2 separate regions of the Mus musculus genome follow, and region 1 is linked to region 2. A link is a contact called in public promoter capture Hi-C data. All regions are on one chromosome and are shown on one strand. The core of a region is the stretch at or near the end of the contact, and the rest is flanking DNA. Distances in the headings are between cores, read along the strand shown. Region 1 holds the start of Cyfip1 (cytoplasmic FMR1 interacting protein 1). Region 2 holds the start of Nipa1 (non imprinted in Prader-Willi/Angelman syndrome 1 homolog (human)).

Evidence for each region. Capture Hi-C pulls out chosen DNA fragments and counts their contacts.
Region 1: a contact with region 2 is called in a promoter capture Hi-C map of pancreatic islet. The contact joins the promoter of Cyfip1 here to the promoter of Nipa1 in region 2. A contact is called at or near these places in 2 of 39 promoter capture datasets (liver and neural stem cells), 1 of 484 Hi-C or Micro-C datasets (embryonic stem cells), 2 of 115 datasets of contacts at active chromatin or transcription factors (bone marrow-derived macrophages and embryonic stem cells) and 3 of 9 other capture datasets (adipose tissue, liver and pancreatic islet).

What each region holds. Positions count from the first base shown.
Region 1 is chr7:55,837,824-55,844,191 of GRCm38.p6, reverse strand. It overlaps Cyfip1 (cytoplasmic FMR1 interacting protein 1), which reads right to left and starts at 2,121. Exons shown (of 31, transcript NM_011370.3): 1 at 1,885-2,121.
Region 2 is chr7:56,017,737-56,024,123 of GRCm38.p6, reverse strand. Nipa1 (non imprinted in Prader-Willi/Angelman syndrome 1 homolog (human)) reads left to right here and starts at 4,524. Exons shown (of 5, transcript NM_153578.3): 1 at 4,524-4,715. The coding sequence starts at 4,556.

The sequences.
Region 1 (6,368 bases), core at 872-3,371, 180 kb after region 2:
AACACCTTGGACGGCCTTAAATATAGCCACCCCCTCCCCAACACCCCCATACTTATTACTGAGAACATAGAACCATCTTAAATGCAGACTCCAAGATTGCCACAGGACTTTCTGGAGAAAGCAAAATAGCACTATGAAAAGATCAGCAGTTGCCAAGAGTTGATGGTATGAAAGACCTCACTACAAGGGACACAGGAAAGAAAATCTTGAGGTGATAGGAACCAGTTTGGCATCTTAATTACAGTGGCAGTCAACACTCCAAAGCATGAATATTACTATATGTAAAGTTAAAAACACGCTTAAGTGCCAGGGAGATGGCTCAGTGGATAGCCGTACAGGATTTCAGATCTCAGAACCCACATAAACGACAATGGGCATGGCAACCTCCCTCAAGTCCCATTGCTTCCAAGGCGGAGACAGGGGACCTCCGAAACAAACTGGCGAGCAAGACTAGTCCAATCAGTGAACTCTAAGTTCAGCTGAGAGACCTTGTATCAAAGAATAAGGTGGAAAACGCCAAATCAGCCTCGGGCCTCTACATGCACATACAAACACATTCACACACCTGTGCACCCACATCTAAAAACACACATACCACAAACACACACATACAGTGTTTATTCTTTAAAAAAACCTTAATACATACTTCCTCAAATACACAAATACTTAGAGGATGTATTTTCTTAGAGAGACTTTTCAACTGCAGCATTTTATCAAGGTTACAGGGAAGATGCTGTTAGGGGAAGAGGGAAAGAGAAGTATTCCCCGCAACATTCCTACTGAATTCTTACAATGCATGTCTGCAGTAACTTACATGTATTTAAAAACTGAATTAATTCTTTCAGGCTATGTGCTTGTAGGCTTTTTAATAAGAACCACTAACATACTCAGAACTAGGGGAAGGCTGGTATTCAGGTATACCACCGGTCTCGCGTGCTTCAACTTCCAGCCAGTGAACTTGGCCAGGGTCTAGGATCAATACCCCCACCTTGGCAAGCGCTGATCTCAGTATCAGTACCTGTAGGAGTACCCCAGTACCAGCGGTGCTTCAAACACGACTCAACTAAGCGATCTGTTAGCCGACAACCAAGAGAAATCTCTGGGCTCCCCCATGCAACACACGGATTGCCCGATGCTTCCCTCTGCCTCGCCCTCACCGATCCCCAGTTGCATATCTCTTCCTTCTTTTCTCACACTCACGAAATGTTACAAATTACGCAGATGCTTTAGGCTTAAAGTACAAAATTCGTTACGAATGTGCGGCGGCGCACTACTGCTCCTGAACAATCCCGTTTCCTTAACAAAGCCCAAAATGCCTCTCTCCAAGAATCTGAGGACGGCTTCCCTAGACCACACTCTCCTTCCTTTCCTCTGAAGGCAGAACCATGGTGGACTCGGGGTTGTTTTGCCACTTTAGTGCAACATAAACTATTCGTCGCTCCTTACTTTTCAATAGTAAAATACTAAATATTAACGTTGTCTCTTCCTCTTTGGAGCTAAACCTCGTGCCGGAAGCGCGAGATCTGGGATCCTAGTATCCAGGGTGAGTCGGGGCGGGGGTTCGGGGACGCGGGGGTCCGGGACGCGGGAGCCGGGCCACCGGAGTGCAAGTTGTGCAGCGCGGAGGGAACAGGGAATCTGCACTGGGAAGCCCGTGGCCGGGGGATTCTGGAATGTGATTCCGGGGAGGGAGCCCTGGAGCCGCCGAGCTGGGCCGGGAGTCCCGGGCTCCGGAGCTGCCGTGCAGAGACCGGGAGACTCGAGAGCCCAGGAGGCAATCCCGGGAGGCCGTGCGGTCCCGGAGGCTGCGCCGAGGCCGTCTGCAGGCTCGCCCCACCGGACTACAGTGGAGCAAGGACCCCGAGGCCAGGCGACCGCCCTTACCTGGTCTGCGCCGCCTTCGGTTGTCCAGGGCGGGCCCCGGGAGCTTTCCTACCCCAATGAGTCACTTGGGCGGGTCGGGAATGCACCAGGAAACACCCGGCCTCCTCCCCTTCCTCCGGGGCGGCGCTGCTCGGCTCGGCCTCTTCCTCCCGGCGCTCCTCCCTCCTCCCGCTGGCTGCCTTGGGTCCGGCTCCTCTAGGCCAGCCCGGTCGGCCCCCAAGTCTCCCCAAGTCTCCCGTACCGTAGCCCCGCCTGCCGCTTGCTGCTCAGGTCACCGCAGCAAAGGAAGCCGGGATTTGCTTGGTGGGCTCCACCCGTCAAGCCGGCTGGGAGAGGATGAAGACTCAGCGCCACACTGCCATGCTCACCAGCCTCAAGAGTTTTCCCTGATTTGGGGGACCTCTGTTGAAGCTAAGGCCAAATGAGGAAAGAATTCCAGGACTAGCCAGCATAGAGCTGGAAGTTTTACTAAAGATACTTTAAAAAAAATTTAAAAAAAAGGAATTCATTATGTGTATGAATGTTTGGCTTGCTTGTGTGTCTATGCACCACGAGAGTGCCTGGTGCCCGCAAAGGTCCAAAAAGGGCGTTGGATCCCCCAGCAATTGGGTGTGGGCCAGTGAGCCCATACATGGGCCATAGGAATTCAACATTCGTTTTCCTATAACTTGTCCTCAGTGATGGTGAGAAGCCTCAGTAAATCCATGAGTGATGGGCTTATCTTCCTCCGCATGTCCCCCAAATTTTCACTGCCTCCTGTCCTGCCTCTGGTTGAACTTCAAAAGAGATACAGAAGGTACAACCATGACAGAGAAGGGGCGCATGTATGTATTAAATGGTGGGTGCAAGGCTGGAGCGGCATGTAAAATGCTCCAGACCCAAGGAAGAACCCATTCTGGCCCCTAAAGTAACAGTGCTACCATCTCATCTGCCTTCTGAGGACTGGCAAACTCAAGTTCAGACTCCTAGGAATGGCTGACAACAGAAAACCTGACTTGAATTTGCCCTCCCTAAACCCGCAGAAAAGGAAGGGAAAAGTTAGTTAACATACATCTTAATGCTGAACTTAGTAGAATAGCTCCAAACTTCCTACCCTTCTTCACTCCGGACGCCCCTCCTTACTGCTAAGAATTTGGACATTTTGTTTGTCGTTGGGGTCTGACAGTAACTAATGTAACCCAGGCTAGCCTTGAACACCAGATCATGTCTCCATCCCTCAAGTGCTGAAATCACAGGCATTCACCAACATGCCTAACTCCCACACCAGTTTGTTTTCCCCAACTTAACAGAAATAAATCTTTACTAAGTAACTTTTAATATCAGAAAAATAAAACTCGTGTAATTGTATTTACAACAGACACACATCAGTGTTTTCACCATCTTAGGTTTACCACAAAATGTGAGATGTTAAACTTATTCAAAAGTATAATCCTTGTAGCTTCTCTACATATGCATAACAAGAGTATAATAAAAATTACAAAACCTAAACTATAATGATAATACAAATGTAACATGTTGATTCCTTGGCGCAGCAAAAATACAAAACGCATGCTTGACAATGTTCCCCTGCTTCCACAGAACTGTAATCTAGAGATTAAGATTCAATACTGGCATTTAACTATCCGACAAGCAATTTGAATTATATCATTATATGCTGTAGAGAGAATCTCAGTGTCACCTGTCACTAAAAATGCCTATGCCCAATGAGCTGAGGCAGCAAATAGGAGATGGGACACTGGCAAGAAGAGAGGAGATTCTGGGAAATAGTGAGAATATAAAAGGAACCCATAGGGAGGGACTGTGAAGGATTCAAGCAAGTCTCTGAGGGAGAGAAGCTGAGGAGACACAAAGGAAGAAGCAGGCTGGGACTGGAGGAGAGGTAACTAACAGTGTGTGAGACATAGAATAGTTTAAAGGGTTAGATAAGTTACAATCTAGTCAGGGACTGAGCCAATGCTCGTGGCCTAGGCATTTATTAAAAAGTTGTTAGTCTCACAGTGATCATTCTGGGAGCAGGGGCTGGGAGGAAAAACAGATTGATTTGTTTTTACAATATTTCATCAATGCAACTTTTTTTATACTAAAAAAAATAAAAATAAAAACCATTTGTGAGGGCTGGAGAGATGGCTCAGCGGTTGCTCTTCCAGAGGTCCTGAGTTCAATTCCCAGCAACCAGGTGGTGGCTGTAGTGGGATCCGATGCACTCTTCTGATGAGTGTCTGAAGACAGTTACAGTGTAAATAAATAAGTAAAAATAAACAAATCTTTTTTTAAAAAATTAAGAACTTTTAAATGAAATGGAATTTTTCAAGTGGAAATGAAGGTTAAAATTGACCTATTTATTATTGAATACACACGAGATTTAAATTTTTTTTGTGCTGAGAGAAAATAAAAGCTCTTTTGTGGGGAAAATAATTCTTCAAAATATAATTAGTAGAAAACCCACCAGTGTGTTTCAATGCCAGCAGATATGAGAACATACTAAAGGTGAAGTCCCACACACCCACAGGTGAAATGCACAAGTATATTTTAAAGAACTCTTTGCTTGTAACTGGAAATGGGTTTGAAATTATGTAAACTGACTAGAGATTGTCACAGCTGTTCCCATGATTTATGGCAAGTGCAACACTATCTCCCTCCCTTTCTCCTGTCTTAGTGAAGAATACAAATATATTTATAGCTAGGCAGTGATGGCACACGCCTTTAATCCCAGCACTTGCTAGGCAGAGGCAGGCAGATCTCTTGAGTTCGAGGCCAGCCTGGCCTACAGAATGAGTTCTAGGACAGCCATGTCAGTTACACAGAGAATCCCTGTCTCGGAAAAAACCAAACAAATTAAAGCATATATATATTGTATATATAAAACAAATTAAAGCAAATATATATGTATTATATACAAATATATAAGCAAATATATATTTATATATGTGTGTATGTATATGTATACATTTGCATATACCTATATACATATATATACATTGTACAAGAAAATATGGATTGAACGTAAGGTATTCCACGTGTTGATATGTAGTGTAAATATCAATTAATAACTTGATTAAATTAGTGAATGGAATGTTCACATCTTCAATTTTCAGGCAATATAGGTGCATCCAGAGCCCATACTGAAATGGAGGGACCCAAAGGGTCATTGCCACATCCACTAAGGGAGGAGTAGGAACTCACAGTCAATCAGCAGTATTTCTGATCCACCTTTGGTTAAATTCTCCATGAGACCAAGGTCAATGTAGCAGTTTCTGTCCCATTATAACCAGTGATCTAGTAAATGGACATGAACCCTGTAATGACCCACAAGTAATCAGAATGTCTCAAATAATTACCTGCAATCCTGCAGAACTGGGCATAAAGTGTTGTACTATAGAAACCAAATGAACCTGCTTTGTCCAAACCAGCAGTGTAAAGAAGGTAGCTCTGGATGTGTCAGCCATCTGTAACGTCAGGTATCAACTGTATCTCCTCTTAATATACCCTGAAGCAACCCATTGTCTGTAATTCCAGACTACACATTTGGTTTAGAGGTCTTTGTCCTGGTTATATTTATTCTTTGGTCAACTTGACACAAGCGAGGGTAATCTGGAAAGAGGGAACGTTATTGAGAAAGCACCTCTATCAGATTGCCTGTAGGCAAGTCCATGGGGTTATTCTTTTGATTAGTGATTGATGGGGGAGGCCCAACCATTATGATGGCTCCCCTCTAGACAGGTGGTCCTGGGTGCAGTGAAACAGCAAGCTAAACAAGCCATGAGGAGCAAGTCAGTAAGTGGAGTTATCCAGTCTCTGGTTCAGTTCCTGACACCAGATTCCTGCCTTCACTTCTCTCGATGGGCTATGACATGAAAGCCAAATAAACCCTTTCCTCCCCTGGTTGCCTGTGATCATGGCATTGATCAGAGAAAGCAAACAAAGGCAGTCACACTGCTTACCATCTTCACCTCGGCTTCAGCAATTCTTACACAAGCTATGTAAGGAGTCTACAGGATGGTATTAATAATTCAAATCAAATTAATAGACAAGAGGCTACTTAGGTGTAAGGAGCAGAGGAAGTCCTGAGTAATTAAAGTTGGGCCCGTGTATACAAAAACCAGCAATGGCAGTTTATTTCTTCAAAATCTTTACAGTCTGAGACGAATGCCTATAGAAATCTGGGGAAGAATAGCCAAATATTACGTGATGGACTCTTCCTGAGAAGATGCAACCTACATCTACTCATCCCAGATAGGGAGCCTATGCAGGCTTGTGTGTTTGCACAGTGGAGCCTCTAGATGATACTGCTTCAAAAGCACACGCACAAGAGTCTACACTGTAGACTCCACAGAATCATTACGAGGTGTAGCCTTGCTAGAAGAAATGTGTCCCTGGGGGTGGGCTCTGTGGTTATACCTGATCTCACTTCATGTTTTTCCTCTGCTCCCTGACTGTCTGGACAGCCTCATGGCTCTTGCTAGCATGCTACCACAGTGATGGAC
Region 2 (6,387 bases), core at 3,275-5,774:
CTTCGATCCCAGCACTTGGGAGGCAGGGACAGGTGGATTTTTGAGTTCAAGGCCAGCCTGGTCTACAGAATGAGTTCCAGGACAGCGAGGGCTACACAGAGAAACCCTGTCTCGAAAAACAAAAACAAAACAAACAAAAAAAGATGGTGACTTTGTCTCATTCTACTTGTTGGAGTAAGACTTCACAACCTGGTAGTCTTGGTTAGGGTTCTATTACTGTGAAGAGACACCGTGACCATGGCAACTGTTACAGAAGAAAACATTTAATTGAGGATGGCTTACGATTTTAGAGGTTTAGACCATTATTTTCATGGCAGGAAACATGGCAGCCTGCAGACAGACATGGTGCTACAGAAAGAGATGAGTTCTACATCTTGATCGACAGGCAACAGCAGGAGACTGTGAGCTACACTGGGTATAGGCTGAGCATAGGAAACCTCAAAGCCCTCTCCAGCAGTGATACAAGGCCACACCTCCAACAAGGCCACACCTATTCCAACAAGGGCATACCTCCTATATTTTTGGTTGTGAGCCTAGCCTTTAACGGCTGAGCCATCTCTCCAGCCCAAGGGCATACCTCCTAACAGTGTCTCTCCTGATGGGTCAAGCATTCAAACACATTTAAACCACCACACTGATGCAATTGCCTAATTATGCAAAAAGGTTAGAGAATGATTAAGAAGGTGTGAATTCTTATGGGGCTAACTACCTTTGATTAAAAAAAAAAAAGATTAAAACAAGAGTAAAAAAAGAAACAGCAATAAAACTTGTTAGGTTTCTGAGGCAACATAAAGAAATGGCAGAAAGAGATCAGAATCCGACTTTACCAGACAGAATTGTATTCGTTAGTGCATACAGCAAGGAACAGCCTCTTTCTTGTGAGCAATGGAAGGGTCTGCCAAGGGAAAAAGATAATTACAACCCTTTTTAGGGGCAGGCTGACAGGCTTTGTGAATGAGCAAATTGTTGTAGCCATAGCCCACATTTCTCTCCTGGAGTGTCTCCTTCCTGAAACTGTTTGCCCAAGGTGAGACAGACTTCCTTGGGCGATGGCTGTTCCTATAGATATTTCTTTCTGTGCTGATGGATAACAGCTGATCAGGGTCATCTGCAATCTCTTGGATTCCTGTTTTCACAACCAAGGCACAGTATCACTAACCACCATTGATAGGGAAAAAGTATCTACCTTTCAGGCATTATACAGAAAAAGTTTCCAAATGGCCTCAAAGGTCTAGTTTGTAGATGAAAAACAAACACTATGCAATAAGAAAACACCAAGGAGATTATAGGAAATGGGTTATTGCAATTACACCAATTAACAGGAATTGCACAGGATGTTGACTGGTTGTCAGGTACACATTTTAATAATAAGTAGGGCAAGGTACTAGAGCAATAAATAACCTCAAAGGTTCAAGAAAATTGTTTTTTTACAAATATGTGTTAGTTATTTTTCTATTGCTGTGACAAAAAGCAATGATGATCGAGACCACTTAAGTGTTTAGTTGGGCTTACAGCTTCCAAGGGTTAGAGTCCATGATTTTCACACAAACACAGGGTGGCAGGAACAGCTGAGATAGTACATCTTGATCCACACGTAGGAGGCAGAGAGAGCTAACTGGGAATTGCAAGAGCCTTTTGAAACCTCAGAGCCCACTACCAGTGACACACCTCCTCCAACAAGGCCACACCTCCAAGTACTAAACATTTCTACCAACTGGGACCAGCATATGAGCCTATAGGAGCCAATCTCATTCAAATGGCCACCTTTCACTTCCTGCTGCTCTGCTACCTTCATTTGCTGAAATTACACATGGGAGTTACTGCTTATTTCAAGAACTGGTGTTTTGTTTTGTTTTGTTTTGTTTCTGTGCTAACAATAATCTAGAGCTTAGTCAAGTACTCTGATACTAAGCTACATCCCCAGATCCTTTTTGAGACAGCCTCATTGGCCTAGAACTTGAAATTGTCTTCTCATTGTCTCCTGAGTCCTGGAATTATACTACTCTCCTTGGCTTAAAAGTAATTTAGAAAATAAGAAGCTTAAATAATGGTATTTTGACCATTGCAAATGAATGAATGCTAGTGTGAAAGTTTATATGAAGCGTCCGTTTTCTAAAAAAAAATTTTTCACTTTTAACTACATATATGCATGTGTATCTGTATGAATCATATGCACTTAAGTGGTCAAAAAAATAAGCTTTGTGATATTAAAAAATAATAATAGGCTGGAGAGATCCCTTTTTTAATTAAGAATATGCTTTGGTCTTGTGAAGACCTGAGTTCGGTTCCCAGATCTACGGTAGCACACAATAGCCTGTAACTCCAGCTCCAGGGGATCCAACAGCCTCTGCAGGTACCTGCTCTCAAGGATACACACATATACATATGCCTACACACACACACACACACACACACACACACACACACACACACACAGTTACTAGTAAAAATAAACATTTTTTTAAAAAGCAGACACTTCATATAAACTTTTATACCTGTCTTCATTGCAGCTTAATTCACAATGGTTAAAAGATACAAGAAGGAGCTGAAAGATGGCTCTGCCATAAAGAGTACTCGCCGCTCCTGCAGAAGACCTGGGTTTAGTTTTCAGCAGTCATGTGGCAGTTCACAACTATCTGTAACTCTAGATCCGGGGAAACCAGGGCCCTCTTCTGACTTCTACAGGTATCAGGAACACAACTAGTACACACACACATACATGCAGGCAAACATACAGGTAAAAATATTTTTAAAAAGAGATGCAGATAAATTAACAAAATGCTACATATGAATATGACTGAATACTACTCATGCGTAAAAAAGGAATGAAGTTGTTAAAATTAAATGTGGTACAATGTGTTTCAACCCTGAGTATATACTCCAAGCAATAGGCTAGTCACCAGGGACATTCACCATAATGTGAAACAGCCAGAATAGGCAAATTCACAGACACTAAGAGCTAATTGCCGTCTATCTTGGCTTGCGGTGATGTAGAAATGAAAGTGATGGAAAAGTTTCCAAAGAGAATAGTGGCAAATGCAGCTGTGCACTGGGAACATAACTATTGCCACTGGAGTGCACATATAAAAATGGTTAAAATAGTTAGGTCACAAAGCAGGCTGACAATATCCGAAGACAACCGCTCACACCAGGCCAGGTTCTTACCCAGTGAACAGAAAGGTTATTATTGAGTACACAGGAACCTAAATTCAGCGTTCCTCAATTTCTGGGGGACAGAAATTCCCTCGCTCTTCCCTGACCTCAGGGAAAGGTCACCTGGTTTCTGATCAGCTCAGTCTGTAAGAGATCCAAGTCCCTACACCAACTCTCAGACTGTCTGGCCGGCAGGTCTCCTCCCCATAAATCTGACAAGGCTCATTTGGCAGGATGCTATTCTCCAGTCTGAATCAGCCTGGCAGTTTGTCCCCAAAAAACCATCTTACTACCCTAGTTCAGTGGTTTCATTTGCCTCACTGACAGAATTGGTGACTTTTATGAGTAAATTATCACCCGGAAGGAAACAACGGTAGACTGGCTTAGTAGAGTGTTGGTGGGGATGGTTTTTGAAGACAGGGTTTCTGTGTAGCCTTAGCTGTCCTGGGACTCGATCTGAAGAGCAGCCTGGTCTTGAATTCACAGAGATCTGTCTGCCTTTGCCTCCTGGGATTAAAGGCCTTCAACACACTGCGCGGCTAACCATTCAGTAGTTTCAGTGCATAAATAGTCCAATTTTATATTGCTTCGGCAATAATACTGCGTTATAGAGTTTCAAAAAGACATGTATACTTCCTAAACCAACTTTTTTTTAAATTAAGTTTTCAATATAGCATGATTATAGAATAGAGAAACAAACACTTGGAGCAACCTAACAACCAACAATCTGATGAATGGTTTGATACAATATATTTTCATAGACATCACACAGCTATTAAAACAATAATTGTGTGATAACATGGAAATAGATTGCTACATAACACTCAATAAAAGAGAAAAAAATGTGCATTGCCTTTGAAAGCGTGGGAATGGCCCAGAATACTTAAGTGAGAGTTGGCGAAGTGAGTCAAAATAACTTTCCCTTATAATCTTGATATACTTTATTAAGAATTAAAATGAAACACTACAGTATGATCACAAGGTCAATGATCCAGAGTGAAGGTAGCGGACCTCCCAGGGAGCAAAGCAGCAAAGAAGAAAGCATCTCTTTGGTAGTACAGAACAGAGTTCCTAGAAGACCTGAGCTCCTCTGGGGACAGCTTGACCATCCCCACCAGACGCCCTAGGGCTCTTGGTACTGCAGAGCTTTCTGCCCCAGGCGCTGCACCAGCACGCTCTACGGAATTATTATACTATCCACACAGACCGCAGAAGCCTTTCGGCTCCTCCTCTGATCCCACTGCATGCTTCCCATCCACCCCCTAAGCTCGCTCCCACCCCTGTCTTACTTCGCAGTCCGACCCCGAACTCCGGCTCCCTCTCTGCCCCGCCCCGCGCCGCTCCTTCTCCAAGCCCGTGGGGCGCGGCGCGCGCACGCGCAGCGGAGGGCGGCGCGGGCGGCATGGGGACTGCGGCGGCGGCTGCGGCGGCCGGGGAGGGGGCGCGCGGCCCGAGCCCCGCCGCCGTGTCGCTCGGCCTGGGCGTGGCTGTGGTGTCCAGCCTAGTGAACGGGTCCACGTTCGTGCTGCAGAAGAAGGGCATTGTGCGCGCTAAAAGGCGAGGTAGGGCGGGCCGAGGTCGGGCCGGGGTCCGCACCACGCGTCTGCCGGTGTCTGTGCACAGAGCACGGGCCGGCTCCCCTGGCTACCCCGCAGGCATCACCTCCGCATTCTACGCGGTCTCCTTCTGTCTCTTCTCTGCGACCGGGGAGGCCTTATTCACTCTTTCAGGAGCCCTTCACCGGACATCTTGCCCCGTTCCTATACCTGTCCAGTCCTCCAACCCCTACCCCGCAGCAGAGCATCGGGACAGATGCTCAGCTTGGAGCCCTATGCCCAGAGGCCCTCACTCACCTACTGTCAGGCAGAGCTTCCTATTCATAGGATCCAGAGGTGGGTGGAGCCAGGCCTGCCTTTCACTTAGACTGGGCCGGGGTGCTCTTGGGAGAACACTTGGTGGTGTGAAGAAGTAAGGGTGTGTGGTGGGTCCAGAGGATGTACTGTCTTCATTGAGGTGCCCACTGTCACCTTGATTGCAAGGTCTGATCTTCCCGGCGGCTTTTGCCCTGGGATCCTTAGATAACTTACCTGTGGTTGTCTGAAGTGTCTAAAGCATGAAGAAAACATCAAACAGGCATGCAAACGGGCCCCCCTACTGAGGATGCCCTGGGTCAACCCATCATCAGATATCACTCCATAGTGATAGGGAAGTGGGATAAGGCACAGAGACCTTCTTTGTCCATGCCATGTCATTGTGTTGAGAGGCCTGTGACAGGCACTGCATGTAAGAGGCAGAATACTTTGACGGGGAAAGTAAACATTGCTTTCAGAGAAACCAAGAAAGGCTTGTGGTTGGAGCCACAACCTCAAGGGCTCTAGGGGTAACGAGCTGGTTGCCAGTGTATGAGAGGTAAATACACTTACTAGTTCCAATTCCAGAACACGTTTGAAATTTTGACTAAGCTGTCTGGGTAGCCAGGAAGCTTCAGAAAAGAGACAAAGAACTGAAAATATTGAGCGAAAGTACAAAACCAGTAATGCTTATTTAAATAAATTTATTTCAAAATGAAAGCATTGCAATCCTAATAAAAAACCAATAGGATCTCCCAAGCCTGCAGATGTGTCTGTAATGTACAAACACATCTGGTATACATTAGGCAACTACGTTGGAGACTGTCAATGTGTACAGGCACTAAAATTGGGCAAAAGTGTTTGTTGTGACAAAAAATAAAAAAAATATATGTGTCTGTTATAGGATTGAGTAAGATGGGTACTTTACTTGTGTGGTATTCTTGCAAATCTCACAACACCAGGATAACCGTGAGAGCAACATGACAAAGTACACAAACAACAGCTGAGGAACATCATACAAAATACCTGTCTGGTCTTCCAATCAAGGCCATGAAATCTGAGGAATTCTCAGAGCCAGAAGGAATCAGAGGACACATACCTCTGGAAAAAAAAAAAAAAGTGTATTTACCTCTCATACACTGGCAACCAGGTCGTTACCCCTAGAGCCCTTGAGGTTGTGGCTCCAACCACAAGCCTTTCTTGGTTTCTCTGAAAGCAATGTTTACTTTCCCCGTCAAAGTATTCTGCCTCTTACATTAGAGGAAAACAAAAGGAATTTGAGTACAGACTTTAGTTAGGAAAAATACATTAATAAGATAAACCAATTGACTAGCAAGAAAGAGTGTGTTATTTTAGCTCAGTTTTTGTGTTCAATTAGAAAACA